Regions from separate parts of the Mus musculus genome. Here regions 1 and 3 are each linked to region 2. Evidence: chromatin contacts called from public Hi-C and promoter capture Hi-C data. All regions are on one chromosome and are shown on one strand. The core of a region is the stretch at or near the end of the contact, and the rest is flanking DNA. Distances in the headings are between cores, read along the strand shown.

Region 1 (3,973 bases), core at 818-3,317, 530 kb after region 2:
TTAGCGCAGTCCTGGGGAGGCATTGTCGCTCTGCACACAGCTTTGTGTCAGGTGGTCGACCTCACTGTGAACTGTGCTGCATTGCTTTCCTGAGCTTGATGGACTTAATGGCCATGACGCGGATTGGTTGACAGAGGCAGAGAACAAAAGAGATTTCTGGAAGGCATTAGCGGCCCTGAATAAAAAGTATGCACATTACTGGATTGTTTTGGTAGTAAGTGATCATGAGTCATTGTTTATAAACTCACTTGCATTTGTTACACAGAAGAGAAGTGCTTTGGTAAAAGCCATAATTATTCTGGAAGATACTCGCTCATCATTGTAAAGATACTGCCTCACAATGCCGGCGCTGTTTGTAGTCAAATGTTATGCTGATACTACAAATAAGTATTTTTCTACCTGATAACTTGCTTTTGCCCCTTCCCTGTAATTTCTGGGAGTAATAAAGAGTACTTCCTGCAAAGCAAAATTCTGTCCCCCCTGAAAACAACTTGGCTATACAAAATGTGAGGTCTAGTTTCCAGAGCAATAAGAGCTTTGAAGGAGTTGGAGGATAACATATCAGCCTTTACTTTTAACGATCCTTAAGAGTGCAGAATATATTTGAATTCAGAATTCTGTAGCAATTCTCATTTAGCGTTCATTCTTTGACGCTGCAGTCGCCAAAGCCTTCTGACTTCCTTCAGTGTTCACAGCCTTCATCTAGACTTGGATTCACCAGTTCTGTATATGTGCCCCAGAGTCGGCATATAACAGTGTTATATATACAGACTCACTCAGACATAAGGAAGGTTGACGCTGTTTGCAGAATAATCGGTGGAACTGAGGAACATCACGATAAGTGAAGTAAGCCATTCCTATAAGAATAAATATCGTGTGCTTTATCTTCTGTGTGAAATATCAGGTAAGAATAAAAAATGAAAGCAAAAGGGGGGAATCGTTGAGATGTGTGAAGGGAAAGAGGAGAGAACATTTTTTCAGGTGCTTCTCGGTATTCCTCAGTTGAGAATTCTTGGTTTAGCTCTGTACCCCATTTTTTTGTGGGGTTATTTGATTTTCTGGAGTCCATCTTCTTGAGTTCTTTATATATACTGGATATTAGCCCCCTATCTGATTTAGGATTGGTAAAGATCCTTTCCCATTCTGTTGGTGGCCTTTTTGTCTTATTGACGCTGTCTTTTGCCTTTCAGAAACTTTGCAATTTTATGAGGTCCCATTTGTCGATTCTCCATCTTACAGCTCAAGCCATTGGTGTTCTGTTCAGGAATTTTTCCCCTGTGCCCATATCTTTGAGGCTTTCCCCCACTTTCTCCTCTGTAAGTTTCAGTGTCTCTGCTTTTATGTGGAGTTCCTTGATCCACTTAGATTTGACCTTAGTACAAGGAGATAAGTATGGATCGATTCGCATTCTTCTACATGATAACCACCAGTTGTGCCAGCACCATTTGTTGAAAATGTTGTCTTTCTTCCACTGGATGGTTTTAGCTCCCTTGGGAAGGATCAAGTGACCAGAGGAAGTTGGATGCCCTGGATCTGGAGTCATGGATGATTGTACACCACCCAACTAGGATGCCGGCAACGGAACTGGGGTCCTCTGAAAGAGAAGCAAATGCTCTCAAACGACGAGCCAACTCTCCAACCTCTGAAGCCCTATTTGTAATATACCTTCCCGTCTGAGATGCTATTATTACTAGATCCAGGCCAGACCGTGATCCAGGCTCACTAACAGAATGCGTGCTCTTCAGTTTTTCATCGGAGAGTTTCAATCTTGAACTTTTTTGTTTGTTTGTTTGCAATACAATTTCAGTTACTGTACGTAGAGAACAGAAGGCCTGAAAGGGACCGGGTGGCCTCAACTTAACTCAGCACCATCCGCTTGACAACCACTTTCGGCTTCTAGAAATTCTCACAAATGGTTTCGTAGATTCAGGCCTTGATCCAGCCACCGTTCCAGGAAAAAACAAATAACCTACGTGAAGCTTAAGTGCGGCTTTTTCAGCACAGGCCCTAAGATAGGGCTTGCGTTAGGGAAACAGAAGTGCGGAAAGACAATTAGCATTTCCTGCCTTTTGGCAGAACAACTCAGTTTGTAGAATAAAGCCCTGGAAGAGGAAAACAAGCCTCTTTGACCCCAACTGAACTTCCTCGTGCAATTCTCCCCATGGGGAGGAGAGTCAACTGGCAACTTCTCTGTAATAGTGGAAGGCCGTGAGCACGAGGCTCCTAGCATTTGGTGGAAAGAGCAGGTGTGCACACCCACGCTGTGGGAAGGTCATACGTGCTGAGAGGCATCCAGTGGCCTTGCCATCCCCAAAGAGTCTTCCTCTATTACATAACATTTTAACAAGGCCTCAGTGAGGACCCAAATAGCATTTCATTTGCCTGCCAAGGATCCATCGCTAGGATACCGTCCATCCCATTGCTTCCAGCAGAGTAAATGACAGTTAGTTAGCAGTTTCCACCAGCCGGTTGAGGCAGCCCACCGAAAGCCTAAGACCCTCAACCATTCCCAAGTCAAGTCCTTTGCTGTGACTTGCTCGAAAGTCTTCACTCAGCTTAACTGTCCCGCTTCTTGCCTTTCCCCTTATCTGGTTCACACTGGCCAAGGACCGGGGTAGGGGCTAGGGTACTGGAAAAAAAGAAAAAAGAAAAAGTGCTAGATGAGACATAACTGCAAGCAAGACAGGAGTCTATAGGACTTGTTACTTAAAAAAAAAATATTCCTTATGGATCAGAATAGTGAAATCAATGTTACAAGCCAAGCTGTCAAATTCAGTTTCTCACCTAAGGCTACACTGACACACTGAGTGCTGCATAGATGTCCCAGACTCCATCTTCCTTGCTGATTGGGTTCAAATTGGTCTCCTGTCCCACCCCTGGGCTTAGCTATCAAATGGAAACCCTTCCCTGTATACACTGCTCTCTGCCGTCCCTCCTAGGCTGCCATCCTGAATTCCAACTAACTCGTTTCAGTTCACTGGCTCTTTGCTCCTGACTGTAGCTTACATGCCAACTTTATCTTCTTTATTTCCTATTTCCTAAGCTTGGTGGCTGAGTCGGAACCCTCTGCCACATATTCACTTCAAAGCTACTCAGTCTTGCCTTAATACTCTCCCACATGGAATTAGAGAGGCCGCTCTTCACAGTGAGCTCTTGGCACAGGGCTTGTCACACAGAACAGTCTAACGACTGGTTCACTGCGCTACCTCGGCTCTTCGCACTCCGTCTGAGCCACGGGTTTCACTTGCTCTCTGCTCTGACCCTGGGTATCCAGCTTGCTCCACAGATTTCCTTCCTAAGTGTTCTTGGTCCTGGAATTCTAGCCATACCCAAGCCCTTATTCACTTCATCCAACAGAGGAGTCCACACCTCTACCTGCCAACTAGATGGCCATGACTGGACAGTGAACCCCACATCCCATTACCCTGGATTCTTTTAAACAGGCTGATATTCCCTTGTACCAGATCTTCCTTAGGAAAGTTGGCTCTGCCACAGCAGTGCTTTTGACATTTATTCTGGACTGTCTCCCTTTAGCTAACGTGTCCACACTCACCCCACCCCCACTCCCCATTTCTTATTTTCAGTTTGACTTTTCCAGGTACCATTCTAATCTAATCCCTCGAACCTGGCTTATTTCTGGTCTCTGATTGCTGATTTTTGGCGCCCTCTTGTGGATGTTGGCGGGAGTTTTCCCTTTCTATGAATCCTGCCCAAGTCAGTGCTGTCCCACCTCATTTTTCTTTTTTCATTAATTAATTTATTTATTCACTTTACATCTCGATTGCACCCCTATTCTTATAAGTTCCTCCCCCACTATCCCCTCCCCTCCTCCTCAGAGAAGTTTCTGAGTATTACAAATAAAGCCGCTATGAACATAGTTGAGCAAGTGTCCCTGTGGTGTAGGGTGGCATCTTTTGGGTATATGCCCAGGAGAGGTATAGCTAGGTCTTGGGGGTAGAACTTTTCCAAATTT
Region 2 (4,295 bases), core at 918-3,417:
CGAAGTGAGCAGAAGCAAGAATCTGGAAAATCAATTATAGCTCCTGCCTTGAATCTGCCTTTATATGGCACCCTTTAAAAAGGTTTTGAAACACTATGACTGACAACAAATACAGAATTAATAAATGAATAAATGTATTTCTTTTAGATATAATCTTAAGGGCCAGAAAGGGGCATCAGGAAAAAGTTCACTGTTTCTTCTAAAAAGTTAAAGTAAAACTTGGAGCTTAATACATACTTTTTAAAAATTCACTTTACATCCTATTCACTGGCCCCATCCCAGTCACCCCCTCCCACAATGCTTTCCCCCGAACCCCTCCCCTTCTCCTCTGAGTGGGTGGAGGCCCCCTGGGTACACCCCTACCCTGGCACATAAAGTCTCTTCGAGGCCAGGCACATCCTTTCCCACTGAAGGCAGCCCAGCTAGAAGAACACATCCCATGGGCAGCTTTTGGGATAACCCCCTTCCAGTTGTTTGGGAACCACGTGGAGACCAAACTACACATCTGCTACATATGTGCAGGGAGGCCTAGGTCCAGCCTGTGTATATTCTTTGGCTGGTAGTTCAGTCTCTGAGAACCCTAAGAGTCCAGGTTAGTTGACTCTGTTGGTCTTCCTGTGGAGTTCCTATTCCCTTCAGGGCAGCAATCCTTCCTCCTCTTCTTCTATACGAGTCCCCAAGCCCCATCCACTGTTTGGCTGTGGGTGTCTGCATCTGTATGAGTCAGCTGCTGGTTGGAGCCTCTAAGAGGACAATCATGCTAGACTCCAGTTTGCAAGCATAACAAAGTAAAGGCTGCTCACTCTCTCCCTATCTATTCAGTATAGTACTGCAAGTTCTAGCCAGAGCAATAAGACAGCTAAAAATTATCAAGCGGATACAAATCGGAAAGGAAGAAGTCAAAGTATCGCTATTTTTGGATGATATCATAATATACATAAATGACCCCAAAATCTACCAGAGAACTCCTACAGCTGATAAATTCTGCAAAGTGGCTGCATATAAAATTAACTCAAAGAAATCAGTAGCCCTCCTTTAATACATACTTTTCAAAGTACTTGGGAAGCCAGGAGTGGGGCACTAAATTCATAGCTAGCTGAATGTCTGTGGCTGAGGGCAAGATTAGGGTGGGTGGGGTAAGAACCAAACACAACGAAAGATAAGAACTCTGGATTTCCTGCAGTTTCTGTGCCACCGAGTTTTGGTTTCTTCTGCCTGTCTCTCTCTTACTGAATCACTCCGTAGGTCAAGATCTCCTAAAAAGATGTTTCTCCCCATCTATAGCTTTAACAACTGTTGCAAAAACACTCCGAGCTTCCCCTTTTGTTTTCCTCCCTCTCAGGGGAAGGAAGGGAACCATCCAACCTGAAAAGGTAAAGATTTCATCCTTTCTGCTTCTGATGAAATCGCCCTGCAATTGGTGTGAAGTTCAGGAGAAGGTGTGGCCTGCGCTGCACTTTACAAAACCAGGCCAATATGACCCGGAGGGAAATTCTGATAGCCCAGGAACTCCCCACCACTACCACTAAGGAAATCTCAAAACTCGAGGGGATAACCCCAGTAAACCTCTAACCTTTGGAAATTACTCAGAGCCAAGTACAAACAAGAAAGATGTCTCCCCAGCAGGGAAGGAACAGATTCTGAGGCTGGAGGGGCACAGGGCGGGGGCAGGAGGGGTGGAGTGCGAGGGGGCACCAACAAAGTTCTCTCCAGCCACCCTGGGAGTACCTGCCTCTCACGTGTGTCCTGCATCATCCCGTCCCTACTCTCTACCCCACCTGAGTCGCGGGTGCTTGAAACAGGACACCGGGGCTCCGCTCCCGGAGGCGAGCGCAAGTCTAGGAGCCCAACGCCCGCCGGTAGCACCAGCTAGCCAGTGCTCCCTCGGAAGATCAGCGTGCAGGTGACCAGGCTAGCCCTGGCTCTGCGCCACCCTGCCGCCCTGGCCGCCGTACCTCGGATGTAGGCGCACTTGCCCTCGTCCAGCTGGCTGGAAGCTGAGCCGCCCATGGCCGCGGTGCTGCACGGGAGGCAGAGGACTGACACCAACTGCGCCTGCTGCTTGCCGCTGAAGGTGGATGTGTCAGGGAACTGGCTCTGTAATTAAAGGGCCAACTTCCTTGAGAGGCGTCGCCGGCCCGGGCGCCTCCTCCAGGCCCGCGCCCTCGGAAGATGTGTGGGCTGGCCCGGGGGCTGTCTTCCCGCCCTCGCTGCGCTGGAACCCCGGGGGCTGTCCTAGGAACTCCAGGGAGTAACCATAGTAAAAATACTTTCCTCCTTCTCGAGACTGACTTTTCACCAGTTTGGGGACAGCCCAGACCCATCGTGGAGGGAGTGGAGAGAGCGGACTTCTTCCATGTGACTGTAACTTCTCCCAGATGGAGATTTACAGTCCCACCAGGTGGAGGTCAGGAGCCCTTCCCCTTCCTGTTCTCCAGCCACCTGTCCACAGATCCCCCACTCCCATCCGCATCCCCACCTCCGGAATTCCCTTGCACGGAAGTATGGGAACCTTGGAGAGTCAAAGCTTCTTGTAACCAAGCACTTGGATTTGAGAGATGGGAACTGAAGGGGAAGCAGGGGAGAGAAATGGGAGAAGCCAAGGCCGGTTCCACACACTAAGTAAGCCCTGAACCTGCCTACGACTCCAGGGAGTCTGTCCTGACACCTTAACCTTCAAGTCTTCTTACCACGTGGTTTCTCGTATGCAAGGCCACTATCTCTTCAGCTTGGCCGCCTCAGGCAAGAACACCCTGGGCAGAGGGGTCATCCTGATTTCTTTCTGTTCTTAGTGGCCAGGAGTTTTACAATTCCTATCAACTTAACCAGGCCTAAAGAGGACTTTAAGGCTTCTCCACAGCTGCCTCTAAAGTTAATTCACCAGAACTTTAACACATATTTCTCACAGCTCACACACCGAGTCTCTCGCACCCTGTACACTAGATCATCAGTAAAATCCTGTCGAGTCTAATTTCAAAATATGTCCAACGTCCAGGGAATTCTTACCATCTCCACTGCCCTCGTTTCTCACATTAAGCCTCACAACAGTCTAACCCGGCTCCGGGCTTCAAAGGAAAAGCCAAGGGTCTATTATAGCCTGAGGGGTGGGGGGCTTCCCCTCTCATTTACCAGCGTTTCTGTCTCTGCTCTCTAGGTTCCAGCCCCTGCCCTGCTCGCTCCCCTATGCCAAGGTGAACCACTTGCTCAGTTTTCCTCTCTGGGTGCCTCATTCATTCAACTCTCACAGGCTAACATCTTCAGGCTCATGAACAGAGTGCTGCTAGTAGCATTCCTGGAGCTCTGGGTTTGCACCTCAGCATCTCACAAACAAGGTGTGCCAGTGCGTATCTGCAATTCCTGCACTCTGGGAGGCGAACGAACGCTGGAGGAGTGGGCTACATGGAGAGTCGGAGGCCAGCTTGAGCTACATGAAAAGCAGTATCAAAAAGAGAGAGAGAGAAAAAAAGAAAAAGAAAGGAGGAAGGAAATAAGGAGAATAAAAGGAAAGAAAAAAGAAAAGAGAAGAAAAGCTAACAACACCGAGAGACTTCGCCTGAACCCTCCCTAAACACCAGCCATGGTGGTGTGAGTGTTTACTCCCAGGACTCAGGAGGGACAGGCAGAGGCAGGCGAATCTCTGATTTCAAGGCCAGCCTGGTCTACAGAACAGGTTCCAGGACAGCTAGGGCTACACAGAGAAACAGTCTCAAAACAACAACAAACATACAAACAAACAAACAAAAAACCAACCAAACAAAAAAGTTTAAGGGCCTGCACTCAGTAAAAGCTGGGGTCTCAGTGACTACAGAGTGCTTCTGGGTAGCCACTCAATGATTTAAACCGCTCAGTGTTCAAATCTAAATTTGAGTTTAGAAACGTGACGTCTGATTTATCCTTCTTCTCTCTTTTGTGCAGTCACGGGTGGAAAGATTTGTGTGGAGTAGAATTAACACACTTATTACCTGGCAAATTCAGCTCCAAATCACTGGCTGTCATGTGACCCGGTCAGGTTACCTAACTCTCCTCTTGTGTTAGCTGGCTTTCCTCACTTTCCTTACTGAGGCTAATCTGCTTACAAGAATTAGTGTTTCTTTGGCCCACAGTTCAAAGGCTCAGACAAGGGCCTGGTGGGCACACTGCCTTCCAGCCTGTGTCTGACGATCTATCATGAGGTGCTTTTGGCTTTTGCTTTTATTTACTTATTTGGGTTTTCCCAGCCCACCCCACGGCTTGGTTCTGTGAGACAAGGCTTTGCTATGTAACACAGGCTAACCTGGAACCTACAACTCTCCTGC
Region 3 (4,476 bases), core at 455-2,954, 800 kb before region 2:
TAGGAAGTAGTAGTGAAAGGAATGGGAAAAAACAAAAAAACAAAACAAAACAACAACAAAAAAAACCTAACCAGACAAAAGCTGGAAGTAGTATGCGGAGTGTAACAGGCTTTTCTTGGTCTGTACTTGACCTGCGCTTTCTTGACCATGCCCGAGACCCACTTTTTCTTGATGAAAGACTTTCACAACTTCAGATTCCCTTTGCTGCCCCAGAAGGCTTGAAGAACGTGTTTCTGCCACTCCAGTGTGGCAGTTCCAGATCCAAGAGTCATAAGGTATAACTTCTAACCTTAATTCCTACTGGGTCGTATTGGACTGCATGTAAGGAATTCTTTCGTTTTGGTGCTGGAGAAAGCAATCTACATTTCATACAGAAACGTGTAGCTTAAAAAGGTCAGAAACAGCCGGGTGTGGTGGCGCACGCCTTTAATCCCAGCACTCGGAAGGCAGAAAGAAAGCAGGTGGATTTCTGAGTTCGAGGCCAGCCTGGTCTACAGAGTGAGTTCCAGGACAGTCAGGGCTACACAGAGAAACCCTGTCTTGAAAAACCAAAACCAAAACCAAAACAAAACAACATAAAAAGGTGAGATCACTGAGTCAGAGCTAGGTAACAAGACCAAAATGGCCTTTTAGGTCTAAGGCCGGCACTCAGTTTCATTGTGCAGTTTGGATTGTTGATTTCAGAATGCTCTGTGGCTTAAAGCTGTTCTGCCAGAGCCAGCTAGATGCCTGCTAATGTGAGCAATGCCCCGACAGTCTGAAGGGAGGAAAGGGAAGCATCTCATCTCAGTGAAACAACTCGGTGAAGTGGCCTGTTTAACTTTGTAACTGAGTTTACCTAAGACCTTTCCATTAGATAGCAAGAGTCCTGAAGAACAGAACGGGAAACCATGTTCTTTTAAAAACACACCAAAGCATGCTGTATGTAGACTTGGGTCTTAGGACAGTGCCTTGCTTTTTGCCTGGAGTCCACATGGACAGCAGAGGGTGCTGTAGACTAAGCGCATCTCCAGACTGCAGGCTCCAATTAGCTTGTGGTTTTTCTTGAGAAGAGTTCTCGAATTGTTTCAATCTGTGGGAAGTGGTATAAATAAAAGTACAAATAAGGGTGCCCACACCCCCTCTTTCTGACAGACCTTTAAAATTACACACTACCGGCATTAAATATGGGAGTTGAGTCAGGCTTTGCTTAAAATGTAAATCTATATTTAAAAGCAAAAGCCTGTTGGGGGAAGGGGTGAATAGGAGAGACTTTTTTCCCCCCTCAATCCATATGCATTTCATTTTTGCTTGCAAAAGCCTGATTTATTCAGTGAGATTCAGGATTAGTTAACTAGCACACAGTGCCTAAGCTCAACGTGAATCGCTGCTGTATTCCATTTAAGCTTGCTTCCTTCTTTCCAGTTGGAAGGAGAGGAAAAGACTGTGGGATTTCTCTCTGCCTGCTCTCCCCCGAGTTCCTGGTTGTTGTGCCCTCTGCTGGGAAGGCTCAGGGCAGCGTGAAGTCACCCAGGTCCAATAGCTCCTGACTGATTTCTTTTGTTCTCCTGCCTGGATGGCTTTAGAAGACTCTCTCCACACCTTAGGACTGCTGTAGAGAACATGGGCGCAGAGACACTTGTGAATTCAAAGATTCCAGCAGAGGAGCAAGCGTGTAACAGCGTTCTCATGTAATCTGTATTCGTTGACTGGACCATCTTTACAGTTTTATAAGCCTAGAACCAAACAACTTAAAGCTTTACTCGAGGTCTCATCTCTTGTTCAGAGAGCATTTCTGTGCTGAATTCCTCTGTGAGGTCACTTTTTCCATTGCTATCCCAGCAGGAAGCCACTTTCCTACTGCTGTGCGGTGCTTCTTGCCAAGGCATACAGAGCTCCTGTCAGGAGAGGGTTATCTGGCAGCTATATGTTTACCTTAATCCCTTACAGAATAATGCGCTGTCCTCTGGGCCGCTAATCATTCGCTTCATCTTCTTTCTGGCCAGTAACTGCTGTTTCTCACCACTGGCCTCTTCTGCAGTGTGACCTGCTTAATGGCCTTTGAATAACAACTCTGTGTGCTCACAAATGGCCAAAGGTGGGAAGGTCATCTGTCAGTGGGGTTATTATAATGTCCAGCTGTATTGTTTGATGACTCCGAGAAACTTTCCCTCAATAAAATCAATATCTAAAGACTGACATTTGTTTTAGGGCTACTGAGTAGAGACAAGATTTTGTTAAAATTTGTCCATTTATTAATGTACCAGATATTCATGTCTTAATCACTACACTACTGTAGGTCAGGTAGCTTAGAAGTAGAAGTTTATTTTCTCATAGTTGTAGGATCTAGAGGTTTCTGATCAAGACTTCTGATCAGCTGACTTGGCTCAAGGCTCTTTTTCTTCCAGCTCTGTCTCTCATGGCCTTCCCTTGCTTTCTACAGAGACAAAATGCCCTGGAATTTCTCCTTCTTCTTACAATGGCACAGCCTGGTTACTGGGGCCCTCATAACCTCATATCCCACTGATACCTTCCCAAAACTCCACTCATTTCTAAATCCAATCACACTGGGGCCTCACCATGTCAATTTGAGGTGAAGAGGTTGGTTACAGTCGTCAGCAACTGCTTCTTAACATGTGCTTAGATAATGTGTGGACACAGTGCTGGGTGAGATGTGACCCGTGCCCTCAACAAACTCAGATTGCAGTTGTCAGATTGCAGATGGATGCTGGCAATGTGAACTGAAGAATTCTTGTCACACAGCACATAGAGCATTGGTTGCAGTTTTCTTGGGGGTAGGGGGCGGGGCTCAACAGCTTCTGATGAGCTTCCAAACACTCATTGTATGGACGCCATTTATTTTTCCCTCAAAAACATACATTAGAGGAACTACAAAGAAAAATGGGACATGCATGTCTCAAGGAGTTTACTGCCCGCTAGAAAGGAGGACAATCTACGCAGGAAGCCGACTGAGAGCCCAACAATGGAGGGTGGCGTGGACAGTTTGAATGGTAAGTGTGCTGTGCTGTGCTCACTGTGTCTCTCAGCCCTTGTCCTGAGTCCCATAATAAAGATGATGCTATTTAGTTATAATTACTATTAAGCTGTCCTCTGAAGTTGGAGAAAACGTAGCACCTTAGTAGTTAAGTAAAGGCTTCCTGTGGTAGCAAGTGATGGGGTGGGTCATTTGGGCATGAGCCTGTCTCTCAATACCTGCCTCACTTTTCAGACTACTATGTGGCTTCTCTCCTCAGTGATGCACAGGAACATATTAGTGTCTGCCAAAGCACCTTTGGGAGGAAAGATGGTCCAGGAGAGAGGGAGGGAGGGAGGGAGGGAGGGAGGGAGGGAGGGAGGGAGGGAGGGAGGGAGGGAGGGAGGGAGGGAGGGAGGGAGGGAGGGAGGGAGGGAGGGGATGACTTAAGCATCAATCACATTGCCCTCTCATCCTCTTGAGCTATGTGGAGATAACTCTGAAAATGGTATTTATGGCACTGTACTTACAGTTTTATTTCAGAGAATGAACACATTCATGTCCAAGTTTAAGGCACTGTTAAAATTGAAGAGTAAGCCAACAGCTTAGAAAAGTCTCCACTCATTGGAACTGGAGCCTGTGTGGGCAGGGGAGCCTGGAGGCATTGAACTGATCCTACCTGGTCATCCCCTTATCTGCTGGCCGTGGCTCACAATCATTCTGTGCTTCTGCGTCCTACTCTTGAAGTTATGATCAGTGTCATCTGACAAATATTTCTGTAGAACCCTCCTGGATAATACAGTACTGTATATAAATTTTTGGAGAGCAGGTCTACATATTTTCTGATTATTCTCAACATTCAATCAATTGGATGTAAGAGGCAATGAATGTTCACTCCAAGAGGCTGCACTTGGTTTTTGGAGACCAGCAGCCATTTGCAGTAGCATGTATTGAGAGTTCAGAGGAGCAATATGAGAGCCTAGGCCCAGCAATCTCCCAAGCCATGTCTTAGGATGGGTAGAGCATGAGACAGCAGCCACCAGTGACTTCACTTAACAAATGATGGCTTTACTGCTATCCCATGTCCCCACCCTATGTGTCTGCACCCACATTGCACCTTGGCTGGGAATCCCTTCTCTGGGAAGTCTGCTGATAGAATAGAATCTCCTCCTCCTGGAATACATCAGTTCCGGTGATGAGGAGGACAGTACTGACATGTCACACACTGCAGTTTACTGCTGCTGTCACTCCAGCCTGCATTTTACTACCAAAATCGAGTTAGGTGGCAGAGCGTGATCAGCTTAACTAAAGGGAAGTGAAATTCTACAGTGTTCCTGGACTGGGAGGAGAGACCTATAGGTGTGGATTAGAGAGGAGAGAGCATCGAGGTGTATTTAACTGACTGACTGTGGAGACTGGAGCTGCCGTTGCAGTGGGGAAGTAACAAGAGGGCATCGCAGGGAGTAAAGGCACTAAGATCCCCTCAAGTGGAAAGCAGACTGCTCTAGGCAAATGCAGAGGAA

The links. Promoter capture Hi-C pulls out the DNA fragments that hold promoters and counts their contacts. Hi-C and Micro-C count contacts between places; a contact is called where the count stands out from the background.
Region 1: a Hi-C map of liver shows a contact between it and region 2, with 2.1 times the contacts expected there. The contact joins the enhancer-like site here to the promoter of Niban1 in region 2. A contact is called at or near these places in 2 of 39 promoter capture datasets (the C10 cell line and pre-B cells) and 4 of 484 Hi-C or Micro-C datasets (the Ba/F3 cell line, the G1E-ER4 cell line and liver).
Region 3: a promoter capture Hi-C map of the HPC-7 cell line shows a contact between it and region 2, with 4 times the contacts expected there. The contact joins the enhancer-like site here to the promoter of Niban1 in region 2. A contact is called at or near these places in 4 of 39 promoter capture datasets (the C10 cell line, the HPC-7 cell line, cranial neural crest and 1 more) and 1 of 484 Hi-C or Micro-C datasets (palatal mesenchyme).

What each region holds. Positions count from the first base shown.
Region 1 is chr1:151,034,860-151,038,832 of GRCm38.p6, reverse strand. No RefSeq gene overlaps it. Among named protein-coding and RNA genes, the nearest start is that of Gm36297, 19 kb to the left of the region's middle. Within about 2 kb of position 2,067, at least 11 of the 459 cell types and tissues checked have an H3K27ac peak or open chromatin away from gene starts, as enhancers often do. A contact at or near this core is called in the Ba/F3 cell line, the G1E-ER4 cell line and liver, where this site is marked.
Region 2 is chr1:151,569,245-151,573,539 of GRCm38.p6, reverse strand. Niban1 (niban apoptosis regulator 1) reads right to left here and starts at 2,167. Exons shown (of 14, transcript NM_022018.3): 1 at 1,956-2,167. The coding sequence starts at 2,010.
Region 3 is chr1:152,365,894-152,370,369 of GRCm38.p6, reverse strand. No RefSeq gene overlaps it. Among named protein-coding and RNA genes, the nearest start is that of Tsen15, 19 kb to the left of the region's middle. Within about 2 kb of position 1,704, at least 37 of the 459 cell types and tissues checked have an H3K27ac peak or open chromatin away from gene starts, as enhancers often do. A contact at or near this core is called in palatal mesenchyme, where this site is marked.